Linked DNA regions of Mus musculus: region 1 is linked to region 2. Evidence: chromatin contacts called from public promoter capture Hi-C data. All regions are on one chromosome and are shown on one strand. Each heading gives the region's core, a stretch centred on a gene start, on an enhancer-like site or on the middle of the called end of the contact. The rest is flanking DNA. Distances are from core to core; before and after follow the strand shown.

Evidence for each region. Promoter capture Hi-C pulls out the DNA fragments that hold promoters and counts their contacts.
Region 1: a promoter capture Hi-C map of liver shows a contact between it and region 2, with 4 times the contacts expected there. The contact joins the enhancer-like site here to the promoter of Abca7 in region 2. A contact is called at or near these places in 8 of 39 promoter capture datasets (the C10 cell line, the HPC-7 cell line, cranial neural crest and 5 more), 1 of 484 Hi-C or Micro-C datasets (B cells), 2 of 115 datasets of contacts at active chromatin or transcription factors (effector CD8 T cells and memory CD8 T cells) and 2 of 9 other capture datasets (liver and pancreatic islet).

Annotation. Positions count from the first base shown.
Region 1 is chr10:80,616,525-80,620,303 of GRCm38.p6, reverse strand. All of the region lies in intron 1 of Gm31298 (a long non-coding RNA gene), which reads left to right. Among named protein-coding and RNA genes, the nearest start is that of Gm31298, 4.3 kb to the left of the region's middle. Within about 2 kb of position 1,868, at least 45 of the 459 cell types and tissues checked have an H3K27ac peak or open chromatin away from gene starts, as enhancers often do. A contact at or near this core is called in B cells, effector CD8 T cells, liver and 1 more, where this site is marked.
Region 2 is chr10:79,994,611-79,998,377 of GRCm38.p6, reverse strand. It overlaps Abca7 (ATP-binding cassette, sub-family A (ABC1), member 7), which reads right to left and starts at 1,884. Exons shown (of 47, transcript NM_001347081.2): 1 at 1,790-1,884; 2 at 698-770; 3 at 516-609; 4 at 223-364; 5 at 22-134. The coding sequence starts at 763. Cnn2 (calponin 2) reads right to left here. Exons shown (of 7, transcript NM_007725.2): 7 at 2,978-3,767. The coding sequence ends at 3,764.

The DNA of each region.
Region 1 (3,779 bases), core at 619-3,118, 620 kb before region 2:
TGGGGAAGGAGCAAGATGGGTGAAACCACAGTTCTTGCTTTTGTGAAGCAGTGAGGGCCAGTGGGGTAACAGGGAGAAAGAAGGGGACACCTGAAGGAGGAGCTTTTGCAGTACCCAGCTCCTGGACCTCAGGACCACCCAACCTACCTTATTGGCCCAACACAATCCAATCAGATCCTCCCCTGGGATAATTTAGCCTGACCCCTTTGCCCACTCTGATTGGCCAACCCTGAGCGGATGATCCTCCCCTGACAACCATGAGGTTGTCCGGAATCCACATCTAGTCAAGTTGGAGCCCATAGACTGTAATCTCACACTGACTAGCCTGGGCTACAGAGGCCGCGTCACAAAGTCTTTTAAATGGCAGAAAGAGCCAGTGAAGTCAGCTGGAACTATTCCTGCTTATGTGCAGCTTCGATCAGGCTGCTGGCTCAGTTGCTTCTCTGAAATGCTGGCGTTTTCTCCCGTTCTTCCTGCACCTACACTGTTTGCTTGGGCTTGAGTTTGTTTTGATTGGCACTGTGCAGGTCCACATTGGCCTGAGACACACTTTCTGTGGCCCAGGGTGAGGTTTAGTTTGTGACAATTCACCAATCAGGTGTTGGGCAACAGCTGATACACAGTCATTCTCAGCAGATATTAGAATATTTTAAGATTTTATTTTGTATGTGGGGTGTGTATGTACACTTGCATGTGCCACAGCACACGTTAAGGTAATGGAGCTCATCTCCCTCTGCCTTGTGTAGGGTTTGAGTATTGAGCTCAGGTCATCCCAGCAAGCCAAGAAGTTTTTGTTTGCTTGGTGACTGTGTGTGTGTGTGTGTATACAGGATTCCACTGTGTAGTCCAGACTGACCTGACACTTTCTATGTAGTCCTGGACTCACAGAGATCCTCCTGTCTTAGCCTCCCATGTACTAGAAATAAAAGTTTGTGTGCACCACCAAGAATATATTATTTATTTATTTATTTATTTATTTATTTTTGGGTTTTTTGAGACAGGGTTTCTCTGTGTAGCCCTGGCTTTCCTAGGACTCATTTGTAGACCAGACTGGCCTTGAACTCAGAAGTCCGCCTGCCTCTGCCTCCCCAACTGCTGGGATTAAAGGCTGCACCACCACTGCCCAAGATTTTTTTATGTTTATTTTTTTTCCTTTTTTTTTTGAGACAGGGTTTCTCTGTATAGCCCTGGCTGTCCTGGAACTCACTCTGTAGACCAGGCTGGCCTCGAACTCAGAAATCCGCCTGCCTCTGCCTCCCGAGTGCTGGGATTAAAAGCATGAGCCACCATGCCTGGCTTGCTTATTTTTATTTCATGTGTATTGGTGTTTTGCCTGTGTACATGTCTGTGTAAAGGTGTTGGGTCCCCTGGGATTGGAGTTTCAGACAGTTGTTAGCTGTCCTGTGGTTGCTGGGAATTGAACCTGGGTCCTCTGGAAGAGCAGCCAGTGCAGAGCTCTCTCCAGACTCCAAGATTTTTTATTTTTTTATTTATTTATTGGTTTTTTTGAGACAGGGTTTCTCTGTATAGCCCTGGCTGACCTGGAATTCACTCTGTAGACCAGGCTGGCCTCGAACTCAGAAATCTGCCTGCCTCTGCCTCCTGAGTGCTGGGATTAAAGGTGTGAGCCACCACGCCCGGCCTTTTTTTTTTTTTTTTTAAATCAGAATCTCATGGTCTCAAACCTTGTATGTAGCAGAGTGTGACCTAGAACTCCTAATCTCCTGAGAATGTGTGCTAGGTGAGTAGGACCCGCTGAGCCCCCACCCAGACACCAGGGTAGAAAGCTCCCGCAGACCAGGTGACTTCATCACTTGCTTGTAAGTGGAGCTCTTGGTAGTTGGAGGAAGCAGAGAGAGCTCAGCTTGACAACATCCTGTCCCGAGCAAAAGGCACAGGATGCTGAGCGAGCAGATGACAGCTGCCCTCACCCTGCACTGATATTCTCGGAGACTCCGGTTACAAACGGCTTCCTCCCTCAGAGTGGCAGGATGCCCAGCTCCCCACCCCATCCCAACCATGGTAGTTTCCCTCTAAGGGGACAGGATAGTCTGGGTCATCCAGCAAGAACCGGCCTTGGAAGACTCAATGCCGTTTTTTTCTTGATGTTGCACCTGGAGCTAGAGCCCAAGCTAATTCCCAGGGATGCGTGTGGGAGCCATAGGCACTGCCCTGCCAGAGTTCACTTTGTTTTGGGGTGTGCCTGCACAAAGTCCTGGGCCTCAGCCTCATGTCTAAAAAGTGGAATTGGAATTGAGCTGCCATGTGCTTTCCTTTGGATGCCACTTGACTTGATCTTCCCTATACGTAGGAGGGAGGCCATCACTGACATACTGACTTAATTATTGATGCCTGACCTGTACGCAGAGTGGAAGAGGGCATCACTGACTGTGAGATTAACTGCTAATCTTTGCCCTGTGCAAAGAATGGAGGAAGATATTTGTCCATCAGTTGATTTGTGATGCCCACCCTGCCCATAGAATGGAAGACATTGGCTGGCAGATTGCTTGCTTAATTCTGTCCTATGCAAAGCATGGAGGAAATCATTCATTCATCAATTGATTGGTGATGTCGGCCCAGAGATTGTTAGAATGAGTGGTTGATTGGTAATGTCTGCTTTGGAGGGAAGAGACAAGTATGTTTTATCTACTTACCATCCTGAGAAAAGGTGGACTCTGGCAAGGAACCCTCCCCAATCCCCCAGATTCTGACAACAGTGTTTCTATATATAACTTTCCTCTATTTCCCCATTTTAAAGCATTCCAGTGCGTTCTAAAGATTAGAGGAACCGTCCTAAATGAAAACTCCAGGGAGAAACTTCCAAATCTCTTCCCGAGTTGAGATGAACATGTTCTGCACTGTGTCCCTAGCATCCTGTCCAGCCAGCAGATGAGGTAACAAGGACACCAGAAAGAGATGTGACTGGAATGCACCAATAAAGAACAGCTCAGTGCAGAGTGCTCCAATATACCTGTTATCCCAGCATGTAGACAGCTGAGGCAAAAGTGGAGCAGTGGCACTTGAAAGGCAAAGGCAGAAGGACTTCTGTGAATTCAAGGCCAGCCTAGTTTACAGAGTGAGTTTCAGAAGAGGCAGGGCTACACAGAGAAACCCTATCTTGACGTCCAGTACCCCCCAAAAAAAGGTGGATGCAAGACAATCAATAGTTCAAGGCCAGCCTGTGCTACAGGAGGCCTTGTTTTAAAAAAGCAAACCATCATGCCTGGTGGCACACGCCTTTAATCCCAGCACTTGGGAGGCAGAGGCAGGTGGATTTCTGAGTTCGAGGCCAGCCTGGTCTGCAGAGTGAGTTCCAGGACAGCCAGGGCTACACAGAGAAACCCTGTCTCGAAAAACCAAAAAACAAACAAACAAACAAACAAACAAACAAAAAGCAAACCAACCAACCAACAAAAAACTAGAGAAGATTAAAAAGAAGGCAGAGACTGGGTCACAGTGTGGGATTGTATTAGGGACTTTGGGGACAGGGCAGTGTGGGAGGCCAGTGTGAATGGAGCAAAGAGGGACCTGCGCCATTGTTCCAGGAAGGGCAGTACTCAGGAGAGGACAACGGGCCACTTGGTCTGAGAAGTCCATAGTGTCCCTTGGTAGCTGAAGGCAGAGTGTCACCATAACCATGGAGAGAGGATGGGTTACTATCCCTGATCCTGCAGCAACTGTCACTCCTATGTGTGGTAATGGGTTGTGTGTGACACAAGCTTACAGGGGCCAGGTAGTGGTGGCACACGCCTTTAATCCCAGCACTTGGGAGGCAGAGG
Region 2 (3,767 bases), core at 635-3,134:
TTTACAGCCCCAGGTCTCTACCTCCACCTCCAACTGCCCTGAGCACGGGGATCAGTTTCCCCAGGGCATCCAGCATGTCCTGGATGCTGTGGCCCCCGAGCACTGTGCGGGTATCAGCGAGGAGCCTCGAGATCCTGGGGAGCAGAGAGGGAGTGGGAGGCGGGGCCTCAAGAGTCCAGGACCCCATTCACCAGCCAGCCCCCACCTGCCAAGTTCACTCACAAGGAATCCTTAAAGTTACTCAGGACCCCAGGCTTCTCGCCAGGCGTTGGGTGCTGGAAGCAGGAGTTGTTTACGTTGCAGACAAGGCCCTGCAGCCAGGGCACCGTGCCCGCCGATGGTAATGGCTTGTTTGGAAAGTGGCCTGGAGCGGGGAGACATCTGCTCATAGTCGCCCTCACTTCTATTATCAGCTCATTAAATGATATGGCCACCCGCCACACCCAGCTCAGACCCCAGCGCCAAGCAGGGCGGGAGAGGCTTGTCACTGTCCCACCACACACACAGCGGCTCACATTCGTGATGCTCCAGAGGGGGGTGGGAGTGACGGACAGCCACTAGGATGAAGAAGAGGAAGAGGGGCCAAAGCAACTCCACTAGTAGTTGGATCTGGGGAGAGAATGGGTAGGAGACTTTGGGGGGCCGTGATGGACACCTGCCATCGCCCCCCCCCCGACCTGCAAACCCCGGGCGTTACCGGTTGTCTCCGTCGATAGGTGTAATTTTTCCACAGCAGAAGCATCAGCTGTGTGCCTAAGGCCATGATGACTCTGGACCGGAAACAGCGGAGAGGACAGGACAAAGAAAAGGCTGAGAGTGAGCTGTGTGGCTCCAGACAAATGTCTGCGGGTCTCTGATCCTCATCCTTCCGAACATCGGGCTGAGCCTCAATAAATCTCCCGCAAAGAGCCCGGCAAACAAGGCACCATAGAAAGAAATTCACTAGGGAAGTGACCAATGGGAACCCGGCGCGCAGCCGTCCTCGTAGCTGATTGGCTGGAAGGGCTATCGATGAAGGCTGGGGTCTGGAAGACCCTGTTTGCATTCTTAGGGGGCGGAGCTTGGGTTTAAAGCTTGGGGCTTGGGGCTCGGGGCTCCACGGTCAGCCTCATACCAGACCGGGGTCTCGGTTCCGTTCGCCCCAGGTGGCCCCCGGTGAGACCCGGAGTCTGTGTCATTTGCAGCTGGCCTTCTATTTTTTAAGAGATGGGAACTGAGGCTCAAAAAGGGGCAAAGTCACGCTCCCAAGGAAACCAGAGAAGAAGGAGGGCCCGCCCTCCGGAGTCAAAAGGAGGGTACAGAAGACCGCCGGCTAGGAGGAGTCAGGGACAGGCTCCTTGAGCACGCCATTCCTGATTTCGTTATTTTATTTCCCCCCGGAACTGTATGCCTGTGGCCTGCTTCATGATACCGATAGGGAAACTGAGGCTGACAGAGAGGGAAATTGCCAAAGTTTAACCATCTACATGGAAATTGGCGGCTTCCACTCGGGGACTTTTTTCTTTCATAAAGTGAAATTTGAGATCTGGGGGGTGGGGGGTGACAGGCCTCATTTGGAAAGTGGGACACTGGAGGTGTAGGTTGGCAGAGGTCCCTCGAGGTGACCAGATGACCGCTGTGAGGATCGGTGGTCCATTTTTCCCACACTCCCCGGAAGGATAAGGAAGGGCAAGGGAGAGTAGGCACCTGGAACCCCAAATTATCAGGGAACGTGGCTCAGCCCACCCTCACCCCACAGCATCCCCAGATCTCCAGGCTCCACCTTCCACCCTCTCGGGGATTTTCTCACCGTTCTGAGGCCCCCAAACTCCATCCACTTTCGCTCCTCTCGGCCTCGGCGGGGGAGCGCGGCCCCTTTAAGTGGAGCCCCGCTCAATTGCGGACGACGCCCTTCGCAACCCGGTGCCCTAAGGAGCACCCAGCCCCGCCCCCTAACGCTACTATTGGATATTGCACCTGCTACTCAGGCGACTTTGCCATTGGAGGAGGCGGGACCACAGCCCGCCTCTCCGAGCCGGGTTTCTTAAAGGGACAACAGGATTCCTGCTGCATCAGTTTGGCTTCACTGGGACACGACAAAGAGGGGGACAACGGGTCACCTGTGAGTTCACATCTTGAAATGGCAGCTCCCCACAGCAAGACATTCCTGTCTCCTCTCCCCAAGGACTCCTTTTTAAAAATACTTTTTAATTTTGAGAGTGGCTCACACTGCTGTGGTAGGCCTGGAAATCACTGCTTAGACCAGGCTGGTCTCACAGAGATCCGCCTGCCTCTGCCTCCTGAGTGCTGGGATTAAAGGCGTGTGCCACCACAAGTAACCTTTGTTTTTAAATTTAATTAATTTGCTTATTAGGGTAGGACACATGCATGCATGGCATATCTGTGGAGGTCAGAGGACCATTTCCTGGAGTCTATTCTTGCCTACCATGATGTGGGACCTCAGGCAAAGACCAAGTTTAGGTCGGAAGGTTTGCACAAGGTCTTTGTATCCTGTGCCATCTCCTGCCACCAGCCAGAATTGTACCACAGCCTCTGTGAGCTCATCTCCAAAGTAGAGCTTCAAGGACCTGCACATTCATTTTAGCAACATCCTCTGGTCTAGACAATTTCAGAATCAGGTGGCAGCCCAATATCCTAAGATTAGAATCAATAGTTGCCTGGATTGTAGGCAAGATTCTCAGATGTCTCCTACTCTGGAAAAAAAAAACTGGTTTATTTCACAAAGCATAGAGGGAGATGGGTGTAGATCACCCTGGCAAGCGTGAGTTAGGGGGCCTTAGAAGTTGGGGTTTTGCAGATGCATAGGAGTTCGAAGGAAGCTGGTGAGGGAGACTCAGCCTCTTTCTCCACCCTAGCCCCGATCTATCTCACATCATTCATTCAACTGTGTCTGTTTCTCGCCTTCTCCCTAACTTTTGTGCAGGGCTTGCACCTTGCTTCTAGACAGCGCCCCCTCCATCACGGCCAAACTCAGGAATGTACTTTACTCTTAGAAACAGAGGTTTTTATTGTTTTTGTTTTTGTTTTGTTTTTGTTTTTTTTTTTGTTTTTTTGGTCCACACAGGGAATTTCACATTTTCTGGCAGTGCAGGGGCCCGTGTGGGTCATGTGTGGCCCCTTCCGAGGCCCAGACTCTAGCACACCTAATCAGGGCCTGCACAGGGGCAGGGAAGCCTTCAAACACCAGAGGAGTGAGGGAGGGCTGCAGGCGTTGGGGTCACATCTGGCTTGCCTCAGTTTCCCCACGGGGCACAGGAGGGTGAAGTCTGAGAGTCGTGGGAAAGCAAACTTAGTCCCTCAGAATGCCTGCAGTATTTTAAAGCCTAGTGTACTCCAATACTTTTGAGGCAAAACCCCCACAAAACCCCTTGTTTTCTTTCATTGAAACTGCCTGTAATTTCCCCGGGTTCACAAACCACAAACTGATGTGAAAGAGATGAAGAAACAGGAAGCCCATTGGGGCCAGCCTCTCCCACAGCCCACTGGGAAACGCACAGCCTCACTGTCCCACCAAGGACACCCATGTCCCCTGTCTGGTGGGTCAATCCTGGGAAGGAAGCGAGGCATGGTGGGTGAGGAAGGAGCATAGATAGCACAGATCTGTCATCCCAGCCCTTAGGAAGCTGAGGCAGGAGGATTGCAGTGAGTTCCAGGCCAGAGAGAGATACAAAGAGATGACCAGTTTCCAAACACAAAACACAATGAAAACCCCAAAGCCCACACAGGGCTGCTGATGCAGTGGGGGAGCTGGCATGCTGGGTGCTCAG